2 separate regions of the Triticum aestivum genome follow, and region 2 is linked to region 1. Evidence: chromatin contacts called from public Hi-C data. All regions are on one chromosome and are shown on one strand. The core of a region is the stretch at or near the end of the contact, and the rest is flanking DNA. Distances in the headings are between cores, read along the strand shown.

Region 1 (5,614 bases), core at 937-3,436:
CGCCACCGCCTGATTTTTTTTTCTGTTTTTCTGTTCTTATTTCTTTTAGTTTTGTACTTTTCTTTATACTTCAAAATATTCTACCTATATCTATATGTATGTATATATATTTTATAAAAACAGTTTCAAAACACACATTTGGAAAAAATGTTGAATAAGTATTAAAAATGTTGAACAAAATTTAAAAAATGTTCAGAAAGTGTTTGAAAATGTTGAATAACTATTAAAAATATTGAATAGGTATTAAATTTTTTTGAACGAGTATACGAAAAATGTTGAACAAGAAATTGAAAAATGTTAAACAAGTATTTGGAAGTATGAATAAGTATTAAAAATGTTGAACAAGTATTTGAAAAATGTTGAATAAATATTAAAAACTGTTGAACAAGAATTTTAAAAATATTGAGCAAGTGTTTGAAATGTTGAATAATTATTAAAAATATTGAGCAAGTATTTGAAAAATATTGAATAGATATTAAAAAATATTGAACGAGTATATAAAAAATATTGAACAAGTATTTGAAAATGTGAATAAGTATTAAAAATGTTGAACAAATATTTGAAAAAATGTTGACTAACTATTAAAATGTTGAACAAGTATTTAAAAAAATATCAAAATAACGTCTGGACAATGTTGAACGTGTATACAACAAGTGTTGATCACTTGTTAATTTTTTTGACATGTACAAAAAAAGAAAAAACCCGAAGAAAGCATTGAAAACCAAAGAAACAAATGAAAAAAGAATAAAAAATAAAAAAGGAGAAGAAAAAGGAAAAAGAGCAAAAAAGCGAAAAAAAAGAAAACCCCAATAGCACAGAAGAATATGAAGAAAGAAAAGAAAGAAGGGGAAAAAGAAAAACAGAAAATACAGAAAAACCTGAAAAACCAATGAAAACCGGCTCTTTATGCCTCGAGTAGGGCGCGCCCAGTACTTTAACTCTAACTCGGCGTGAGCCTAGTGGCTAGGAGCTCCGTGCAACACGCTGTAGACCGAATCCCAGGATTGCCCATTTTCCTTGCGTTTTTCTTGGCCGCTGCTAGGTGTCAGCCGATTTATTTTAGGCAAACTTAAACCGTCTCTAGAATCGTCCGATTCAGTCGCACCCAGCCGCAGGATCCGGCAGCTCCCATGCCAGCACACACACAGCGCTAGCCCACGGCAGCACCGCGCATCACCGATGGCGCCCCCGCGGCGCTCCATTGCAGCCTCGGCGGCGCTTTGATGCAACCCCGGCGAAGCTTCAATGCCAGCACTGACGGCCTCCGGTGAGCTCCATTGCAACCCGACGGAGCTCCAGCGCAGCAACGACGCTCCGGCGAAGCTTCAATGCCAGCACTGACGGCCTCCGGTGAGCTCCATTGCAACCCGACGGAGCTCCAGCGCAGCAACGACGCTCCGGCGAAGCTCCATTGAAACTCCGGCAGAGCTCCAGTGCAGCACCGACGGCGTCCGACGTAGCTCCATTGCAACTCCGGCGAAGCTCCAATGCAGCGCCGGCCGTGCTTCCGGCGGCCCGGCGTTGTTCCATTGCAACACCAACGGTGCTCCCAACAAGCTCCAAGCAACATCACCGGAGTTGCACCCCCCCGGTAACATCGCCGGAGTTTGCAGCGCCCCCCGTCGGCCACTCTCCGCGGTCACCGTCGCAGCGCGACGCGCTCCATTGCAGCTCAGGGAGCCACGCACGTTGCTTAAACCGCAGCTCCGAAGGCCATGTGCAGATGCGCCCCGTTGCAGCAGCAATAGCTCCGACGGCCATGACGGGCGGTGGCACGCGTCGAAGTTTCCCTCGATACATGACAGCAGCAGTCGTCGCAGCAGAGCATCGTCGCCTGCAGCAGCAACGCTCCGTCGCTCCGGTGGTGAGAGGGAGCAGGAAGAGAAGGGAGCTCTGTGCAGAGAGTAGAGCAAATCACGGTCATGGAGTGGCAAACATGAGAGAGCGATAGAGAGAGGAGGGATCCGTAGGAGGGGATGCACTGGCGTGAAGAAGACGACCCGAGCGAGAAAAATGTGTGGCTATGGCTTCCCCTGCGTGGGATAAGGCCGAGATGGGGAGCGGCACGCTGGGCCCAGCCAGGACGCGTGTCAATCGCTGGACGAGGCTTACGTCTCGTTGTAATCATCCGGTTTAAAACAATGGTTTTCCGTTTTTCTTTCACTGCGCGCGCGTAACGGGCCGGCCCGACAATGTAGTCGCTTAATGCGAGAAATAGACGCCGCGACCAATTTCTGCCAAAAATTATTCTCAAAAAAAATTCTGCCAAAAATTAAGCCAAAGGAGACGGCGCGCGCCCGCACCCGCAGGCCGCAGCTCTTTCCCGCGTCCCCCCCCTCACCGACGTTAGGGTTTCGATCCGTGCCGGCGTCCGCGGGAGGCGGAGGCGTGCTTGCCAGCCGGAGATGGAGGAGCCTCACTGGGAGAGGGAGCGTCTCCTGGACCTGGCCGTCGACTACGGCTTCGACCGCGACTTCGCCGTAGCCGCCCTCTCCCGCCTCGTCCACCTCTACGGTACGGCCGCCTTACGCCCACCTCCCCCCCTCCCCGCGTGCTCTAACGGCGGATTGGCTGCGGCTGGTTTTGTTTTCATGGGACGAGCTCCTGATTTGATTGAAACGAGGAGTTAAAATGTAGTAGGAATTGTAGGGGAGAGACGCCCGGCCCAATTAAGACCATTTCATTTTGGGGGTGGTTTGCTTGGGTGTGCTGCTAGGATCAATGCCGCTTATGCATTATGAACACATCAGCTTGTTATTTGCGCATGAAAAACTTGGTTCATGATAGAGAGAGGACCAGTTATCATGAATTATGGAAAATGTATTACCTGTTCTATTGGTTTCGCACGTGTTGACAGTACTGCATTTTGATCACAATGAGCAGTCATTTTGAGTATTTGGGTAGGTAGGTTTGCGATATGGAAGGTGTTGAATCAAATCATTTCTTCTTAAGTGTACATATATGTTCTGTTTTGACCATTTTAGTGAGCCAGTGTTTGGGTGTTTTTTCTCCCTGTCAAGAAATTGGTGTACTTCTCCTAATAGAATGAGCAAAGGTCCTGGCCTGCATTCGACAGAATAAAGATATGTTTGGTACTCCTGCCCATCTTCACAACATAATTCAGTGAAACCTGCTCAGTATGCTGACTTAGACGTTTAGTTTTCGGCAGCATTTTATATTGAATTATCAAGTGACTAGTGCTGAGGTTTCTGATGCTTTTGGATAAACTGTACCATCCATAGTTAACACATTATGCTTTGCTTTTGCTTCAGTGTAGTTTTGGGTTCACATCTTGCTGGTTGATACTATGTATGGGCGATAATTTATTGTTCTGGCACAGGAGAGGATGGCCAAGATTTCATTACTGTGGAGAACTGTGGCGATGATTTTATTGCTGCATTGGCTGATGCAACACAACTTACTGATGACTGGGATGATCTGAATGCAATAGAGACTGAAGCTTGTGGCAATTTGAATGAAATGATGAGGAAGGGTGTAAATGATGAAAAAGGAGGAGTTGTTCTGGATACCCCTTTGTTCAAAAGGGCAGACTCCTCCAGTCAACATAATCCGAAAGGTTTAAAAACATCGAGCTTTTCCTCTGATGATTCAGATTTTGACATATTTGATGAAACAAACACCCACCGTGATAATAACGTGGGTACCCAGAAGAAGCCACAAACAAGAAACTCTAAAGCTCAGACAAGAAGCTCAACAAAATCTACTGTAAGCCAACTCCTGATTTCTCCCATTACTGGTCTTTTCCATCTCCATTTCTATTGTGCACATGATGGATATGTACTTGTGAAAATACTGTAACATAAGTTGACTGAGCCTGCACACATATGGATACAGTAAACATACTATTATTATCTCCACAAAAGTAGAGAGAGTTTTGCTTTTCCAACCCTGCTGCTAATCTTATAGGCATTGTTCTTTGTGTTTCGAAATTATGTTTTGAAGGTGAACAAAGGAACCAAGAGATATGAATCAACAACTCCAACTTCAAATAGAGAGGGACAGCCAAATGCATGTCTTTTGAAGAGAGAAATTTTGAGTTATGAGCAGCTTTCTTCTCTAGATGACATCAATTTGGCCAATGCTGTCATCTTTGGCAACAAAAGTTTTAGGCCCCTGCAGTATGAAGCTTGTAGTGCTGCACTGGACAATAAAGACTGTTTTATACTTATGCCAACAGGTGGTGGCAAAAGCTTGTGTTATCAGGTAACTAAATTCTGCCTTGTTCAGCATTCTTATTTTAATCTTGTTTGTTTTGCGAGATTTGAAAACTTCATTTGTATTATCACCTTTGCAGCTCCCTGCAACATTGCACCCAGGTGTTACTGTTGTTGTGTGTCCATTGCTGTCACTTATTCAGGATCAGGTGGTTGCTTTAACCTTCAAGTTTGGGATACAAGCAGCATTCTTGAATTCTCAGCAAACTTCTGCACAGGCATCTGCAGTTATCCAAGAGCTTAGGTAAACACTATTGCGTAGTTCATTCGATCTCTAGTTTACATTATCACATGATTTTCTTTCCTATGTCCCCTCCAGTGTAAGAAATGATCTGCCATTTGTTTTGTAACTTAAGTTTTCATCTCGTTGCAGAAATGGCACACCTTCTTTCAAACTTCTGTATGTCACACCTGAAAGAATGGCTGGAAATTATTCCTTCATGGAGATCCTCAAAGGCTTACACCAGAGGGTATATATTATGTTGTTGAAATGCTAGTACTTCCGAGATCAGTACTTCTATTATTTGGCCCGAGAGGATATGCTAACCTGGACTTTTTGATAGGGATTGCTAGCAAGGTTTGTGATTGATGAAGCACACTGTGTAAGGTAATGCTTAAATCAAACCTTTGTCATATTCTTCCAGAGGCAGTTTTTTTTTCCTGACATATTGCTGATTTCTATTTCTATCCAAGTCAATGGGGACATGACTTCCGTCCAGATTACCGAGGCCTAGGATGCCTCAAACAGCACTTCCCTAGAGTCCCAATCATGGCTCTAACTGCAACAGCAACTGAAGCTGTCCGTAAGGTACTAAAGCACTCCCTTCCTGTTCCCACACTACAGCTTGGAACACCAATTATTAGCTATAATTTTTATATGGAATTTGCAGGACGTCCTCAGTACCTTGAGGATCCCAAACGCTTTGGTACTTAAGAGGAGCTTTGACAGACACAACCTCAACTACATGGTGATTGGCAAGACGAGAACTCCCCAGATGCAGCTGGGTGAGCTCCTGAAAGAGCGTTTCATGAACATGTCTGGCATTGTGTACTGCCTCTCGAAGAATGAATGTGCGGATACTGCCAAGTTCTTGAGGGAGAAGTACAAGATAAAATGTGCGCATTACCATGCTGGCTTGGCGGCCCGTCAGCGAAGCAGCGTCCAAGAGAAGTGGCACAGAGGAGAGGTCAAAGTTATTTGTGCTACAATAGCCTTCGGCATGGGGATTGACAAGCCTGATGTGGTACGTATTCTCAGTCAATGTTTTTATTTTGAATACCTGTGCACATTGTTTGCTAACTGCAACCTTTCAATCTGACACCACTCAGCGCTTTGTTGTCCACAACACGCTGTCGAAATCGATAGAAAGCTACTATCA
Region 2 (5,293 bases), core at 2,416-4,915, 160 kb after region 1:
AACATTGATTATAGCAAAAGCGAAGGCGGTTGGAGCAAAAACCATCGTCGGCTCCACAGCTCTGCCATGAATGGATGTAGCAAATCATCCTACCGATTGTAACAGAAAGAGGTTATGGTTGTACCAAAATTATCATCACCCCGCCGTCGTAGGTCACAGCTCTGCCGTGAATGGCCGTAGCAAAAAAAATCGCTGGACGTAGCGAAAACCATGGACGGTTGCTGCAAAAAATGGATGGATGGCTGTAGCAAAAAGAACCCTGGCCGGCTGTAGCAAAAGGATTCTCTATGGTTTCGTTGAAGCCTTTTTCATTCAGTGTTGGAGCATTTTGTATCCACGGTTGAAGCTTTCCCTGATTGACAGTGCCGAGCTTTCTCTATAGCCGGTTGAAGCTTTTGGGTTTGAAGCTATTTTGTCAGCGGTTGCAGCAAAAAGGGATACTACGGTTCCAGCATTGCCTTCGCCGGTCGTGCATCAGTGCTCACCAACTCACTGCACCCCCGTCGATCGCCATTGCAACATGCATCCCGTTCGCCACTCCAGCTCATGCGTGCCCATAGGTGGGGGTGCCTGGGAGCGGAAGGAGGCGTTGGCTATGGTCGTCTTCTCCACCCGCGATGACTCCCCTAGCAGCAGGCGGCGGCGGCGGCGGTTGGTCTCTAGGAGCAGCCCCGAGTTTCATGGAGGTCGGGGGGGGGGGGGCAACGAAAAAATGGGAATGGATAAGAGAAAGAGAGGTGGAAGAAGATAAAGCAGAGAGAAAAAAAAACAAAAACTGAATGTGCGGTGGGAGAGCGACTCACGGGGCGTATGATGTAGAGGAATTGAATGCTACGTGTGCGCCGGCTGAAGTTTCGGCCGGCGCGCCGTCTACAAGCATTTTCCTTCTTAAAAAGGGAAACCCGAAGTTAACATTTCCTCTTTTATAGGGGAAACCCAAAGGAAGACATGACCATATATCTAGGGGCTGTTTCACAATGGGCTGGAAGGATGGAAGCACAACACCCCTATCCACCCAACCATTAGTGTTGCTCAAGAAAAAAAAGGTAGTTCACACGTTAATTTGGTCATAGTAATAGCCGTTATTTGAAAATAAGCACATCCAGCACGTTTACGGGCCTCAACTAGTGATGGATTGTTCATCTTGACTAGCATTGTTTTTCTCTTTTTCCTGAGGGAACATCTACACTACATATACTAGTAGAATGCCCGTGCGTTGTTACGGATTACAATGTATAAAAATGAATCAAACAAATAATTAAGATCTTTGGCAAGGTCGAAGCTCATGTCTTCCTTATATGTACCGTGTGTTCGGGCATCAAATGAGCGCCGGTGGGCTCCCCAAAACTCAATCGTTTGGACAGTCCTTGCTTCCTCAAATCCAACCCATATATGAGGAGAAATGTCATTATCCAGATTATGCGCCCTGTTATCCCCAATGCTTGCCCCTATCCAAAAACCCATCCCATGTTGCATCATTCCCTTTTCCTACCAGAATATCCACTTCATGCTCGGTTTTTCATTATACCGGGACATTTCTCGATGGATCCCTCTCCTTTAAAACTGAATGACACCCACGTCACCTTGTCCATGACACCCTCTCTCCTTCACATCGTATTTTCCCATAGACCGCTTACTCATGACGACGACTGCATCCGAAAGCAAGGGCGATTAAAAGAGGAGTCACTGTGGAAGACGACGACAATCCAGACCATCCTAGGCTTCGCCCTACACTCTCCCTGCTCTATCCAGCCAAATAGATCTCTGATATGGTTGCACATATTTCTTCAGTTTCTACGATTGTCCGGGATAAATTATGCAAATGAAATGTGGCAGCATGTAGTTGCAATTAGCATAAAACACTAATGTCTTCCTCCCAATGTTGCCTTCTTCCTCCATTCCACCCCCGACCATCCCTCTAAGGAAAACTCTCTAATTCATCCGACTGATTTTTCGTCTCGTAAACCTCCCTCTCCATGCGCCACGAGTCCTGCGTGAAGCTGCCCACCGCTTTCCCAACCTTATCTCTAGCGAAGCAGCCTCCTCCACATATCTCTTTCTTCCCTTGCCGCGAAGCAGCCTCCTCCACATATCTCTTTCTTCCCTTGCCATCTCATTCACTAACGGCCGTAGAGGAGTCATGGCGAGACCACCACATCATCTAGGAAACCAAAAAGGGTTACCGCCAGCCATCGGCACCAGCAGCCGGTGCTCCTCCGCTGAATCGTTGGAGGTGGCATACCTGCAAACAAGCGTCCATGGAGGTGTTCCCGGCGATGCAATACGGTGCTCATCAACGACCGTCGGTGCTACAACGCAGCAACACGTCCAGGGCCGCCAGGCACCGACACATCAACTCATCCATGGCCGCCGTGCTGCGATGCAACCTCGTCGGCGCTACTGGTGCTGCAAGTCGCCGGTGGCAGAGCGGCAATGGAACGGTCATCCGACGATTTGTTGCATTCGTTAAGCGGCAGAGCAGAGGCACCACCGTAGCGGAGGAAGGGACTAGCGAACGTCGCCTGATTCATGCTCACGACGGCGGGGCTGCAGCAAAGCGCCGAGCAAGGTTGTTGAAGCTCCACCGTGGCTGCATTGAAGTGCCACCGGAGTTGCATCACAGCTTCTGCCGTCGGCGGGGCTGCAGTAGAGCGCCGAGCGAGGTTGTTGAAGCTCCGCCGTGGCTGCATTGAAGCGCCACCGGAGTTGCATCGCAGCTTCCGCCGTCGGTGGGGCTGCAATGGAGCGTGTGCGAGGTCATGCATTGGAGGCTTGGAGCTTCGCCACGGCTGCAATGGAGCTTCGCCGGAGCAGCAATGGAGCACGACCGAGGCTACAATGGAGCTTTGCCGGGCGTCGACGGTGCCGCATCGGAGCTTTTTTGGAGCCGCGGTGCTGCCATGGAGCTTCCCTGGGGTGTCGTCGGCGTTGCAAAGCTTTTTTTCATCAGTTTCGGTGCTGCTCCGTTGGAGCTCTTCGGTGGCTCCGATGCTCGAGGTAGCCGGCGGCAGCGCCACAATGGGTGCATCGTTGCTTCGCTGCACCATCGAGGGAGGCGGCGTAGCTGCAATGTAGCTTTCATGGAGGCACCGACGATGGGGGCGGTGTAGCACTGTAGCTGCGACGAAGCACCGCGCCGTGCAGCAATGAGGTTGCAATGGAGCATCTCCGAGTCGTCGGTGCTGCTATGGAGCTACGACGGAGCATCGTTGGACTGCCGGTGCTGTGTTGGAGCATAGAAACGGGCTGCGGGATGCTGCTGCAACCAAACGTCACTCCGGCGAACGACGACACTGCATTACCGGCCGGGGAGGAGCTGCTGCGACCAAAACGAGACTCCGGCGAACGACGGCACTGCACTACCGGCCGGGGAGGAGCTGCTACGACCAAAACGAGACTCCGGCGAACGACGGCACTGCACTACCGGCCGGGAAGGAGCTGCTGCTCGAACGACTTGGCACTGCGATACAAGTTCGGGAGGGAGCGAGCCTTCATCGCGCCTGCTGGCTGAGATGTGACGCGAGAGGAGGATGCGAAGAGAGACGAGGAAGACGCGCTGGTGCTAGCCTACGATCTAATGGCCACACACGGCTGTATCTGACGGCTGTGCGGGCGGCTGATCTTCCAAAAAATCAGCCGGCTTACGCGTAGCAGCCGCCTCCCTCTAAACTCTACCACCATTTTTTATGCTGGTGACCCCGCACACCCTTTGACCCATCCACCTCCACCTGCCTAATCGTCCGTCGCCGCCACCCCGCCCCAGCATCCGCCACCCTCAGCTATTCCTCTAAACCCTACCACCATCTCTAATGCTGGTGACCACCTACACCTGCCTAATCATGTGTCAACACCGCCCAACCCAAGCCACCAGAAACCCCAACTATCTATATAAGCCCCGCCACCATCTTCGATGTTTTGGTGACGTCACACGCCCCTCACACGAACCCGATAACCCCCGCCTCTCAACTGGGTATTTCCAAACTCATCTTGATAAACGCCAGCGGCCTCAAGCCTGCTAAGCTACAACCAGATATCCATAAATCATGTTAAACATCGATGGTTTTATTTAGGAAGATGAAAATGATAAACTGATACACTTCTACTCGAGAAGTCTTGAACAGAGCATCGAGCATTCATGTAGCTTCATTAACATATTGTACATGCATGTTATATAGAAATTCCAAAATCATCTTTGTCAACAAAACATATTATTTGATCCTCTTACAGATTGTAAAAGTATGTCTCATGCTCTACAGATTGTCAACCATCTTATGCTTGTACTCATCATCGACTGCTATATGTTATAAGGCACGATAACAAATTGTCCTTCATCACCTCTTGCAAATCTCACAACCTCCAATTCTTGATGCACTAAATCGACTTTCACCACGACCATTTCTGTTCCCTCGCCACCCCTGCTCGGATGAAGAGGTGACTGAAAAGAAAATGATATAAGTACATCAAACAATCAGATCAGGGCTGTTGACAATCCAGAAATGCCATGAGTCATACTGGTGTACATGAATAACCAAATGCCATATACAATTGTCCTGAAGGGGGTAAATAGAAAGTTTAACCAAAGTAATCTTACAACCTCATATTAGAGGTTAGATATCTTTCACGGCAATTACGGAAATGATGAACACTCTTACAGTAAAGGGAGTCAGTGGTGACAACGGGAGGCACACGCGTAGTCGGCGACAACTGCGCGGATGAGAGGGGAGGACAGGGGGACTTAGTTTGTGCTCCTGTAGCTACACGATGGAAGAAGTAAAAAAATCAGTGTATGCTCAGTCCATGCAACATTAAAAGTGCACCCAAAAAAGAAAATCAAAAACTCAGTTTATTCTCATGGTTCTTTACTCAACACTTGCTTGGCCATGTTGCTCTTTCCCCGCCTATTCGCTGCACGTCACAAAAACACATGCCAAAAGAAATCTGGAATACAATGCCTAAAAATTTGGAATATAATGCCACAAAAACTTGCAAAATTTCTTTTAAATATGAATCTCTACTCTCCCCTGTTCACGAAAATATGTTGTGCTCTAGCTAGTCTATACAGATCATACAGGTTCTATTGATTAGGGGGTCACTAATAAGTGGAGAAATATGTATAGAGAGATATGGGCGAGAAAGGCGCAGTACCATTGCCTATGTAACGTATTAGTCTAACATTCATCAGTATTATATACCGTGAAATGTACAAGTCCACATTGCAGACCACCCAAACATGTCACAATCCCTATATTAAGCTGATAAAGCAAATGAACAACCAGTCAGAACATACTTAAAG

Evidence for each region. Hi-C and Micro-C count contacts between places; a contact is called where the count stands out from the background.
Region 2: a Hi-C map of leaf shows a contact between it and region 1, with 6 times the contacts expected there. The contact joins the enhancer-like site here to the promoter of LOC123096845 in region 1. A contact is called at or near these places in 2 of 5 Hi-C or Micro-C datasets (both in leaf).

The regions. Positions count from the first base shown.
Region 1 is chr4D:133,177,247-133,182,860 of IWGSC CS RefSeq v2.1, forward strand. It overlaps LOC123096845 (ATP-dependent DNA helicase Q-like 1), which reads left to right and starts at 2,187. Exons shown (of 10, transcript XM_044518616.1): 1 at 2,187-2,514; 2 at 3,341-3,726; 3 at 3,964-4,224; 4 at 4,316-4,479; 5 at 4,609-4,705; 6 at 4,799-4,842; 7 at 4,929-5,043; 8 at 5,126-5,479; 9 at 5,565-5,614. The coding sequence starts at 2,406.
Region 2 is chr4D:133,334,351-133,339,643 of IWGSC CS RefSeq v2.1, forward strand. It overlaps LOC123096847 (ankyrin repeat and SAM domain-containing protein 1A), which reads right to left. Exons shown (of 13, transcript XM_044518642.1): 13 at 4,114-4,435. Among protein-coding and RNA genes, the nearest start is that of LOC123096847, 31 kb to the right of the region's middle. Within about 2 kb of position 3,666, at least 6 of the 8 cell types and tissues checked have an H3K27ac peak or open chromatin away from gene starts, as enhancers often do. A contact at or near this core is called in leaf, where this site is marked.